3 separate regions of the Sus scrofa genome follow, and regions 1 and 3 are each linked to region 2. The links are chromatin contacts, called in public Hi-C and HiChIP or PLAC-seq maps. All regions are on one chromosome and are shown on one strand. Each heading gives the region's core, a stretch centred on a gene start, on an enhancer-like site or on the middle of the called end of the contact. The rest is flanking DNA. Distances are from core to core; before and after follow the strand shown.

What was found. Hi-C and Micro-C count contacts between places; a contact is called where the count stands out from the background. HiChIP or PLAC-seq counts read pairs in DNA pulled down with a chosen protein or histone mark.
Region 1: a contact with region 2 is called in a Hi-C map of liver, with 8 times the contacts expected there. The contact joins two enhancer-like sites. A contact is called at or near these places in 7 of 47 Hi-C or Micro-C datasets (epiblast stem cells, liver, mesenteric adipose tissue and 1 more) and 1 of 2 datasets of contacts at active chromatin or transcription factors (alveolar macrophages).
Region 3: a contact with region 2 is called in an H3K27ac HiChIP or PLAC-seq map of alveolar macrophages. The contact joins the promoter of GALNTL5 here to the enhancer-like site in region 2. A contact is called at or near these places in 1 of 5 promoter capture datasets (liver), 11 of 47 Hi-C or Micro-C datasets (embryonic fibroblasts, epiblast stem cells, heart right ventricle and 5 more) and 1 of 2 datasets of contacts at active chromatin or transcription factors (alveolar macrophages).

Annotation. Positions count from the first base shown.
Region 1 is chr18:5,452,508-5,456,238 of Sscrofa11.1, forward strand. All of the region lies in intron 1 of GALNTL5 (inactive polypeptide N-acetylgalactosaminyltransferase-like protein 5), which reads right to left. Among named protein-coding and RNA genes, the nearest start is that of GALNTL5, 21 kb to the right of the region's middle. Within about 2 kb of position 2,159, at least 7 of the 83 cell types and tissues checked have an H3K27ac peak or open chromatin away from gene starts, as enhancers often do. A contact at or near this core is called in liver, mesenteric adipose tissue and retroperitoneal adipose tissue, where this site is marked.
Region 2 is chr18:5,537,372-5,541,197 of Sscrofa11.1, forward strand. All of the region lies in intron 1 of PRKAG2 (5'-AMP-activated protein kinase subunit gamma-2), which reads left to right. Among named protein-coding and RNA genes, the nearest start is that of PRKAG2, 64 kb to the left of the region's middle. Within about 2 kb of position 2,285, at least 18 of the 83 cell types and tissues checked have an H3K27ac peak or open chromatin away from gene starts, as enhancers often do. A contact at or near this core is called in alveolar macrophages, liver, mesenteric adipose tissue and 1 more, where this site is marked.
Region 3 is chr18:5,473,675-5,477,563 of Sscrofa11.1, forward strand. It overlaps GALNTL5 (inactive polypeptide N-acetylgalactosaminyltransferase-like protein 5), which reads right to left and starts at 1,290. Exons shown (of 11, transcript XM_021078626.1): 1 at 723-1,290. PRKAG2 (5'-AMP-activated protein kinase subunit gamma-2) reads left to right here and starts at 1,408. Exons shown (of 16, transcript XM_021078611.1): 1 at 1,408-2,370. The coding sequence starts at 2,254.

The sequences.
Region 1 (3,731 bases), core at 909-3,408, 85 kb before region 2:
CGTGAGCTGTGCTGTAGGTCACAGATGCAACTTGGATCTGGTGTTGCTGTGGCTCTGGTGTAGGCTGGCGGCTACAGCTCCGATTCACCCCCTAGCCTGGGAACCTCCGTATGCCATGTGTGACCCTAAAAAGACAAAAGACAGAAAAAAAAAAGCTATCTTCTCCCAACTTTTTCTCGAGAGCAACTATTTAAAATTGCTTTAAAAACTGATTCTTAGGTATTTGCCTCCATTCTGCACATCTCTGGGGGCTTTTCAAGGTTAGGATGCTCTACTTTTATAACGGATCCAATTCCCAAGGTTGGATATTCAATGATTGCTCCAAGAGAGAAGGATCTGGTGCCAGTTTTTAAAGGGCTAAATATGGAGACCAGCGATCTCGTATTAACAGAGCACTCAACAGTTATCTAAGTGATGGTGGCTCATTACTCAAAGCTTTCATGACAGCTTTCCCTGGAGCAGATCTGAAATATTACAGGCAATTTACGGGAAGTGTGTATTTAAAATTCTTTCTGAAAATGCTTTTTTCTCAGTCTCCTAATACCACTTAGTATCTGTAGTATCTGGCCTGGGAATATGCCTGAGAGACAGGCTTCAAAAAACACCAGCAAAGCAATGAGGGTGGCCTGGGGCTCAGGGGCAGACCCTACTCCCCAACGGTTCTCCACAGTGCAGCTGCAGGCTTGTCAAAATGCAGACCCTTCTGAGAGGCAGGGTGCAGAGCTGATGATGCCTTTTCAGCGGTCCTGCCGCCGTTTAATTTTAAAGGAAGAGCACAGCATGAGTTCCTGCCGGGATGTCCCTTTCACCTGCCTGGGACCCAGATGTTTCCTGTCCTCGCCTTCCTTCCCAGACCCATCATTCATCTTGGAAGGAACTGGAGAAGCAGCTTTAGCCTGTGGAGGTGCTTTGATGACTGCAGCCAGTGGAACCTTCCCGACCACCTTGCTGCATAAATTATGTAAATAACCGCCTGGAGTTTCACTGACCTGCCTGCTCCAGTGGTCCCATTACCACGTTGCTCTCACTGTCACACGGTGTAAATCATGCACCATCTGCTAAAGACACATGACACAGTTTGGGCCCCCAAACCTATATTTATTATTCCCTGGAGGAATTTTAAAAGGACTCATGTCAATTTTTGAAAATTCTGGGAGGGTGATGGATGAGATTCCGTTCACAGCCCTCTGGGAGGTGACGATGGCTTTATTTCGTTTCCGCATATATGACTGCCCTTCACTCACTTCTTCGAGTCTCACACTGAGGTTTTGTTCTTTCTTTTTTTTTTTTCTTTTGCGGCCACACCCACGGCATGTGGAAGTTCCGCAGGCCAGAGATTGGACCTGTGCCACAGCAGTGACCGCAGCCGAAGCAGTAACAATGCCAGATCCTTAACCTGCTGCACCCCCGTGGAACTCTCTGTCCTTTCCTTTATGTACGAGCTGTGCGTCCATTTTTTCCTAATTACATCTTTCTTTCCTTTAGTTTTTCAGCTTGTTATTGTGATTATATGAGAAGAGAATTACTTTTTTTTTTTTAAATCTTTTTAGGGCCACACCCGCAGCATATGGAGGTTCCCAGGTTAGGGGTCTAATTGGAGCTGTAGCCACCAACCTACACCCCAGCGCATGGCAACGCTGGATCCTTAACCCACTGAGCAAGGCCAGGGATCGAACCGGCGTCCTAGCTGGGTTCATTACCACTGAGTCACAACGAGAACTCCTAAGTTTTGAATATTTATCTTCCAGTCACTTTAGGGAATTATCTTACTAGTTTTAAGCATTTTCTGTCAATTTTGTTTTCTAGGTGGGTGATTATTTTATCAAATTCTTGTCTCCTTTTCAATATGTATAATTCTTGGTCCATTCAGAACTCAGTAAGAATACTTCTTGTTCCAACGATTTTGTTAGGTATTTTTTTTTTTTTTGTCATGTTAAGGAAATAACATTTGTTTGTTGTTTCACTATGGATTTTTTTTTTTTATTTGGGGAAGAATGCTGGATTTTGTTCAGATAAAGTCTCTAGAGCTGGACTTTGGGGTCAGGTCCCACTGAGCAAGTAGACAAATCTGATGTTGGTACCTAAGAAGGACAGCTTTTCAAACGTCCAGGAAATGTCAACAGTTTATGGGGACAGCAAGACAGTGTCTTTCCAATTAGATTATTCCAGATAACCCAGAACTATTCCGGTAGGATTAAGGGCGTGCCCCTCAGCCACCACTGCTTCCCTCCATCCTTGCCCTCCCTGTGGGGCCTGTGAGACCTCTCCCAGGCTGCCTGGACTCTGGGCTGGAGGTGGAGTAGAGGCTAGAGGCAAGGGGAGGCCAGAATGTTTCTCCCTCTGGTTCTCTGCCTCCTGGGGTGTCCTTGGAAGAGGCTCCGTGGCCTCCTGGGCTCCACTCTCACTGAACAGCCCTCCTTTGATGGCCGAGCGAGATTCAGATGGCCCTGTTGTGGGGGCTTCTGGTAGCACCTCCTCAAACCATCTCTCCTGCCATTGGATTCCAGCCATGCAGCTCTGTGGGGACCCTGGGGTTTGATGCTCTGTATTAAATTCCCTCTGGCTGAAATCCGGGCGGAGGGCCCTGACTGAGCTGGTCCCCCACAGTCCATGTAGCTGCTAAGGATTCTCACACTGCAGCCCAGGTCCCCGACCTCTGTGCTCGGGTTTCTGGACACACTGCTCTGTCGGATGTGGATGAGTGGGCAGCCCTGAGTCCCAACGCCAGGACCGGCCTGCCTCTCTCCGCCAGAGGACTGGGCAGTGTTGGGAGCCCTCTATCAGGCGCTGCAGCCTGCAGGAGGCTATAGATGGGCCTTTTCGCAAAGCCCCTGGCACAGGGAGGGGTGCCTGGGCTTTGGAACGGGCTGAGGGGGCTACTCTTGCCACAGAAGTCCTATCGATGAGTATGCTGAGCCCTTAAGTTCTTTTCTCAGCATCTTAGCCACTGCAATGGAGGCAAAGCCAGGTCCAGTTTTTCTCTGGGTACCATTCTTTTCCCGCGGTCCCTGATGTTGCCTTCATCTTGCAGGCCATTCCTTTCCGGCTCGGTTCTGCTGGAGGAAGAACAACCACTACAGTGGTTAAGAGCTTGGGTTTAAAACCAGCTCGGCCTCCTATGCGTGCCTTAGTTTTGTCACCTGTAAAATGGGATTGAGAGCGGCAGCAACTCGTCTCGGGGGTCACCAGTCATCAGACAAAACCCAACTCGCCATTTCTTAGCTCCACTGTGTTCGCAGCACCTGCTGTCTGCTTCTGTGCCAGACACCTGCACACACTCACCTCACATAGTTCCCAGCACAGATGTGCAAGGCAGTGCTACGGCCTCGCCCCACAGAGGAGGAAAGCAGGCTTCGATGGTTAAGGAACTTGCCCCAGACCTCGCCCGGTGGGAAAGAGAGCTGCGTGGGCAGTGCCAACAGGCCCTCAAAGTCCTTCCTCCGCAGCCTGCACCCTGAGGTCTCTACGGTCCAAACCAAACCTGCTGCAGTTTCCAGAACATTCCATGCTGTTTCATTCCCGTTTCTTGCCTACATGCTGTTCTCCCCAGTGCATTTTGAGAATTATGAGTAATCGGATTTGGCAAAAACAAGTGGTGTGGACGTGGGGAAGTAGGGAGAGAAGACAGGACGGGCGGAAGCGAGGGATGCAGTGATGCAATCCAGGCTGCGTTTAGGTTTTTGAGCAGGCGCGCGAGTGCGCCCCGTGCCCTCCCATTCCTGAAGGGGGCG
Region 2 (3,826 bases), core at 1,035-3,534:
ATGTCCGCTCAGATGCATCACCTGTTGCCATATGGGTATGTTAACTCTTAATCTAATGGGAACTCCTGTGATTCCCATTTTATAGATTACAAAACGGAGGCACAGAGACATTACCTTTCACAGGATTACACAGTTTTCTGATCGTCTACGGATATATTGCAAACCTCCCCAAAGCTGAAGGATGTGCTTTGGGGTCATCACAGACCTGGGGCCGCCTGGCCCGGCCCCGCATTTCTCTCTTGGGGTTCCTCATCCAGTTTCAGTTCGGTGGGGCCTGCGGGTGGAGGTCTCAAGGTTTCCTCCCGCTTCCGTCTGGTGCCTCGGCGGGATTCACCCCCGCTTCCCCGTGCCACTTCTCCTCCTGGCTAGCTCGCGCTTCCCCACGGCATGACCGGTCTCAGGGCAGAGGGGTTTCGAACATGGCAGCTGGTGTCCCCCAGGGCGGGGTCCAGGAGACCCAGGGAGAAGCGGCAAGGCTTCTGATCACCTAACTCGAAAGTCTCACTGACTCAAGCAGGTATCCTGTCCTTCGATGTTGCACCAAAGGTTAAATAGAATAGACACACACCGCAGGTTACAGGTGCCGTTTCTCACCGATCCGGCAGAAGTTCAGTGGCTTGGCAGCGTTGTTTATGCCAAGGCAAACAGACGCTGTCCTAAGCCACAGTTAGGAAAGCAAGAGGCGTGTGGCAGGAGCGCTCAGAGATCGCGAACGAGGTGCCCTTGGAGCAGCGATCGCACTGTCCTAGAAACATGGAGGGTGGACGAGTTCTCACCGCATCGGGCCGTGCCGTTGACGGGGGGCTGGGGAAACTAGAGTGTTCCATGCAGATGACCCCCAAAAACCCCTGTGCTGACATTGCAAGATCTCTTGGGAGTCCCGGTTGTGGCTCAGGGGTTATGAACCCAAGTAGAATCCATGAGGACACAGGTTCGATCCCTGGCCTTGCTCAGTGGGTGAAGGGTCCGGGGTTGCCGTGAACTGTGGTGTAGGTCGCAGATGCGGCTCAGATCCTACGTGGCTGTGGCTGTGGGGTAGGCTGGCAGCCTCCGCTCTGATTGGACCCCTAGCCTGGGAACTTCCATATGCTGTGGGTGCGGCCCTAAAAAGATGAAAGGGAGGGAGGGAGGAGGGAAGATCTCTTGGGCATATGAAGTGATGGACAGCGTGTGGAGCAGACTATATAACCCAGCAGCCCTTTGTATTAAAAAGCGGGGCAAGGCTTGATGTATAAACTTGCATGAAGAAACTCCAACTCTATCTGCAAGTAAAAGTGGTTCCTTGGAGGGCATGGCATGGATGGGGACGCAGGTGCAAGAGCCCGACTTTGCAATTGTGCACCACTTTTTTTGTTTTTCTTTTGGTGGCCGCACCCATGCCCTCTGGACGTTCCTGAGTCAGGGACAGAACCTGAGTCTCAGCTGCGACCTCTGCCGCAGCTGTGGCAATGCCACATCCTTTGTCCCGCCAGGCTGGGCCAGGGATTAAACCTGTGCCTCTAGGGCGACCCCAAGCTGCTATAGTCACTGTGCCACAGCGGGAACTCCCATTTGTTTTGACTTTTGAATCCCATGAGTTTATTTTTTTATCCACACACAAAAAATGAGTCAGATGACCTAGCCTCCAGCCTCCAGAGTGTTCACAACTTCGACGAAGCCTATACGTAAACACAAGGAGACAGTACTTGAGTGGGCTGATTGTGAGTGCAGTGGGGTCAGAGGGCGTTTCTAGGGGGCTCGACAAAAAGCCTTTGAGCATCTGTGAGTCCTGGGCTTGTTCTGAAGGCTGAGGAGGAGATGAGCAGTAAGAGAAGAAGGGCAGGTCAGCCCAGCCGGACAGCGAGTCTGGTGCTGCTGGTGCCTCTCGAACCACAGGGGAGCCAGGCCAACCTGCTCGCCCTGGCCAGGAGTCCTTGCACACCCATGTGAGAACCACTGGCTTACAGTCACACTCCATCAAGGTATTTCTGATGGCCTTTAAGATGAGCTGTGTGTAGTGACCTTGAGCTTGGAGGCATGAGTGCCCGGAGGTGGGGCGGGATAGAGGTGTCCCTGGGCCATTGCAGGCAGCACAGTGAAGCAGGAGGAAGCAGAGGTAAGGCTGGACTGTGGCCTGGGTGCCCTGGACGCTGGCAAGGAGAGCTGCACCTTCTCCCACAGGCAGGAGGAACCACAGATTTCAGCCAACGAGGTCCCTGCCCAGCGCCGCTCTTTGCTCTGGGCTGGGATGCAGGCAAGAGAGGACCCGCCCACGTGATCTTCGTGTCGTCAGAACCTGGAAACAGGGCCGTGTGCAAAGCCGAAGGGGGAGCTCTGGGAGCCCCCGCCCCGCTCGCAACTCCAAGTCCCCCTCGGCCTGTGGGAGTTCCTTTCCTTCCTCGTGGGCCTCCCCAGGGACCAGGGACGGGCTGGTGGCGGAGGTCGGCTGAGATCGCTTCCCCGTGACAACCCCGGAAGGTCAGCGTCCACTCGCTTTGGGCACAGGGACCTGGGGCTTGGGCCCGTGTTTCGCAAGCAGAGGGCGTGTCCCCAAGGCCTTGTAGGCATGAAGGGCAGAGGCTTCCAGGACCTAGTGACCGAGAGTGAAAACGAAAGGGCTTGTGACGCCGGGGTACAGCCAATCCCCAGGGGTCCTCTGGCGTCAGGAGCGCCTTCATAGGACCTGACCCGGAATCCTCTGAGCTTTTTCAGTGAGAAATAAGGATCCCAAACCAGTCTAGCCCGGAGCGGGTGGAAGTGGTGAGGACACGCTCAGGGCGGTGTTTCCTTCCAGCCCGATCCCGGCCCTAAAGGAGGCACAGGTGGCCTGGGGACACAACGTGCCCATGAGGACGCCCCAGGGACCAGGGCTTCCTCAGAGATGACGGCTTTCACCCAGTTCTTGGGATGAGAGCAGCAGGCTTTTTTCCCCTTCTTTGAAAAAGCAAAGCTACAAACAACCCCTGTGTTTTGTACCTGACTCCCTGCTGTGGTGGCAGCTGATCTAGAAGTTTCTGCTCTTCTGGTGACTTTGGCCTCACATCCAGCATTTTTCTTCCCTCCCCTCCTTATATAAGAGCCCCCACCCCCACCCCCTTGACTAGAATGGGTTCGTTGGCAACAAAAACAAAAAACCTAGCAAATTCCCTGTTTGGATTCCTTAGCGCTGTGGTTTGTGGCCCTGAGTCCCCGACCAGGAACCACGAGTTACCCTGTGCCCGCTGGGCCCTGGGGTTTGTCCCCTCCGGCCATACATGCCAAGGCTGCCTGGTGACGACTCCAGCTGCCACCTGCTTCCATCTGGAACACGAAGGCCTGAGCCCTCGCTGCAGGGTCCACACTGGCCGGCTTGGCCTGAGAGAGGGCACGGGGTTTGCAGACCTTCCTCCTGGGCCCTCTTGCTGCCTAACCCCAGTGTGTTCACGCCCTCGGCCTCGGAGCCCTGAGTCCAGGCGTGGGCCTGCTCTCCTGCATCCGTGCAGGACTCAGAGCCATGGATGGGTGAAGTGACCACTCGAGCTCCTGCCCCTCCATGGACCAGGCAGCCCCTCAGCAGATTGCCGGCCCCTTCTCGCTCCCGTGGGAGCCACAGGAGGTGGTCGTCAAGGCCCAGTGTGGTGGGTGGTGGGCCGACCTGTTTGCTGCGGTTACTTTTCCAAACACAGCAATCGACCTGTGGGGGAGCAGTGTTGGGTTTACAGGACAATTGAGAAAGTGCAGGGCGCTCCCACGTACCGCCCTCCCCTCCCCGCCAGCAGCCCCTTCGATGAGCGTGGTGCCTTTGTTACAGTCCATGAGCCTTGGGTCCCGCGTTTTTATTAACTAACAGGCATTGGGTTTGCTCTTG
Region 3 (3,889 bases), core at 40-2,539, 65 kb before region 2:
AGAGTCACTTTGGGTGGGAAAGGGTGGCCTTTAAACCCCATCACATAGACTGAAGAGCCACTCTTCCCCACCTCTAACCAGTGTTTCCAGCATTTCCTGCAATAATGGGGTTGCCCTGAAGTCTGAAATGCAGGCAGCCATTCAGAAAAAGGTCAAGGCGAGAAATTCCACACCTGTGTGTGCTCCTCCAGAGCATCGCAACTTTCAGTCCAGAAAGCACTGCTCCAGGACAAGGAGGGGCTTCGGTTTGGCTCCACTGTGGACTGGGGAGCCGGGAGGAGAAGGAAGACAAACCCACCAGAACCCCCCCGCCCCCCGACTTCTGAACCACGGCACCACCCAGACTGTAGGGAACTGTACACAAGCGGATGGGACTCGGTGAGAAAGGGAAACCTGAATGATGGCTGAGCCAGGGTTCCTTCTGGCTGGGAGGGGGCACTGCCTAAGGAGCGTGCCAGAAGGGGGCTCACCCCTCCTCCCGGGAGGAGAGAACTCGAGAATCCCCGCAACTGGACCGGGGCAAAGACCAGCCTCTCACCGCCCCCATGGCGTTCCCAAAGCGACCTGTGTCCCGTTCTTTCTCGGGTGGCCACCCCGCATCACTGATTATGGGCAGCAGCAGAGCTGACATCAGCATTCAGGGCGCCCAAGTGATTTGGGGGGGTCACCCTATCCTCAGAACCTAGAGGAGGAAGGGAGGCGACTCCCGACAGAGCACTCACCTTGATTTCCAGCCGGGGGCCAGGGTTGCCCCATCCTGGGACCCGCCCAAGGAGGCCACAGCGACACCGGAGAACGCCCCACGGGCCCTGGGCTCGGGGAGGTGCCTCGCCCCGCGGGGCCCCGGCAACTCGGCGGCTAAGCGGGTGGCAGCACGTGGGGGCTCGCCCGGGGTTTCCAGCCCCTCCCCCACCACTTGGTTCTCAGTCTTAGAAACTCCGTGTTTCCCGTGGCGGCGCGGGTTGCTGACTCCGCGCCCGGCGCTTAACGCGGATCCCTTGGTGAAAAAAGCCGGCCGGGGAGGGGTACGGGGCGGTGGGGTTAAAACCCGCACTCCGCCGGCGACACGGACCGCTCCCAGCACGCATTCAAGTCCGCGCGCCGGCGGGGCGGGCCCCCGGGGGCCAAGGTTTTCCGAGAAGCACGCGCGGGTCAGCGCTCATCCCGCCGAGACCCGCGCTTCCGCCGCTGCGGGGTCTGCGGAGCACAGTGCGCGCGTGCGTGTTTCAGGGGGTGAGGCAGAAACAGACACCCGGGGACCAGATGGGGCCCAACCACCTCCGAGCCAGTCCCGCGCCGCCGCGGCCGCAAGGGAGGGGAGCCCCGGCCCGCGGGGCAGGCGACGGCGCGCAGCGGCCCGGGGGCGGCGGGGGGAGCGGGAGAGCGGCGCGGCCGGCTGTGCACTTCCTGTTCGATGCACGCCGCCGTCCACCGCCCCGCGCTCCGCCAGCCTACGTCGGTGCCAGGCCAGGCCCTTCTCTGACCGCTCAGGCCCCGGGGCCGCGGCGCGGCGGGGGGACAGAGCGGGCGCCTGTCTTCGGCTCCCCACGGGGCTCCCGCGCGCCCTCAGACCAGCTGGGCGGCCTCCAGAACTCCGGCTCGCGGCGGCGCGGGAGCCCAATTGCGAGGAGTATTGGCGTTTGCACCTCCTCTTCCCCTCCTCCCTCCCTCCCTCTCGCCCAGAAAGGAGGACGGACCTAGTTCCAGGCTGGGGCTGGTTTATTCTGCGGCCGAGGATTATATGAATATACAAACCATCTCACTCTTCGCCAGATTTTCCAGCCAGGCACAGGCAGAGGAGGGCTGCTTTCCAGATTACCGTTTTTAAATTGCACCTGCCTTTGAGAGCACCTCTGGGAATCGGTGGGAGGAGCCGAAAGGGTGGAAAATGTTGCTTCGCTTTGCAAAAGGAAGAAAACTTTGTCACCCAGCGGGAGACCTCCGCCACGCGTAACCCGGCGAGAGCCCAGAACCAGGACAGCCTTTGGCTTTGATTTTGCATCCGATGAGCTCGTAGGAGGAAGAGGACACGTGAACTCAGCGCTCCCGCCGATAGCCACCCCCGCTGCGTGGCGGCGGCCCGAGATACCTGCACCACCTTCCCTTCCCGCGGAAGTCCCCACGCGGTGTCTTCAGGGTGGAAGAGCAGTGATACAGAGCGCGTGGCTCGAGGGCGACGGCAGGAGCCAGGCTGGGAAGGAGAGGACTGAATTTCAGCAACGAGTCACCCGGAATTAACTTCTGGTTAAAGTTATGGGAAGCGCGGCCATGGACACCAAGAAGAAGAAAGATGTTTCCAGCCCCGGCGGCGGGAGCAGCAGCAAGAAAAATACCAGCCAGAAGAGGCGTTCGCTGCGAGTGCACATTCCGGTGAGTCCCAGCCCCAAAGTCCCCTGCTCCCCACCCTCGCGTCGCCGCCGACCCAGCGCGGAAGCGGTTAATGCGCCGCCCGCGCGCGCTGTGCGTGCCCCTCCTGTCACTTGGGGCGGCTAGGGGAAGGGTGGAGGCGCTGGGCCGCCGTGCCGGGGCTCCATCTCTCCCCCACCCGCGTGCCTAGAGGGCTCGGCGACTGTCTACGGCCGGAGTGGGGGCGGGGGCCGCGGGGCGCAGGGCGGGGGGCGCGGCCGGTGGCGGGCTGGGCGTTGCCCGCGGTCCCGCCGGGTACGGGTGCGGGGGGTGGGGCGGTGCAGTGTTGTTTTGTTGAAAAAGGACGGTGTGGACTGCGCTCCGGGGAGGGGAGGTGGAGTCGCGCGCTGCAGCCAGGGACAGGGGGAGGGGGGCAGTGGGTGGGGACATGGGCGGTGGGGGCGGTGGCTGTGTAGCCGCGCCCTCAAATGGAGCCCCCCCCCCAGTTTCCCTCCCGTGTCTCTCCGCCCGGAGCGGGAGGCCCCTCTGCAGCGAATCCCTTTGCTTGACCCTGGGAGTACATTTCAGGCATTTGGGGGCTCGGGGCTCCCTAAGGTGTACAGGGCCTTCACGAACTGCAGCCCTGGCCATGCGGGCAGCCCGGCCCGGACTTTGGCGACATCGATCTGTTGGTCTGCGTGCAGCTTGACTTTGTCCAGCTGGAGGGAGAGGCGGGCAGGGTCGCGTATGCCCATCCTGCGCCTTGCCAGCCGGCAGCCCCCAACCTTTCCTCGCCTTCCGGTGCTGGGGTGCTCGCTGCGCAGCCCTGGGGAAACACCTAACCAGGTCACACCCCCAGCGCGCGCGCGCGTGCACACACACACACACACACACACACGAAAGCTCCGTGGAGAACCTAATTTTGTCCTCTATTGATCACGGGTCCTGGGCACCAGGTGGAAGTGTGCCACGCGTCCCACCCTCCGACAGCAGCGGGCGGACCCAGGGTGGGGGACTGGCTCCGGAACACTTTCCCACTTTCTGCTGTGAACCCTCTTAGGCACTTCGTTCGTGTTTGTTGACCCAGCTCCTCCTTCCCAGGCCATGTGTGCATAATCCTTGCCAGGAAGGGTAGAGTTCCCAGCAGAGCCCCAGACTTCTGATGGGTACTTTGGGGAGCACCCAGAAGTTGGGAAGGTGGCCAGCCCTCCCTGGCAGGGGCAAGCTCAGGGAGCAGGTGACTGGACCCCCACCAAGGTGATGACCCAAATATGCAGAAATAAGCATTTCTCTGAATAAACATTCTTTTTGAAAATGAGTTATTCCTGTTTACGTTGCTAATCTGTGACGTTTTAAAGCTCATTCGTAAATGAACAGTTAGGCACTGGTGCCACACACCTCCCTTCTGCAGTCGCCACTTTGGCGAGCCATTTAACCGCTCAGCTTCTCTTGTTTGTCGACAAATAATAATTCGGCTTTGCCTACCTTTCTGAGATGTTGGAATAAAAGAATTCATGGGAAAGCTCTTACTAATGCAAAGTGT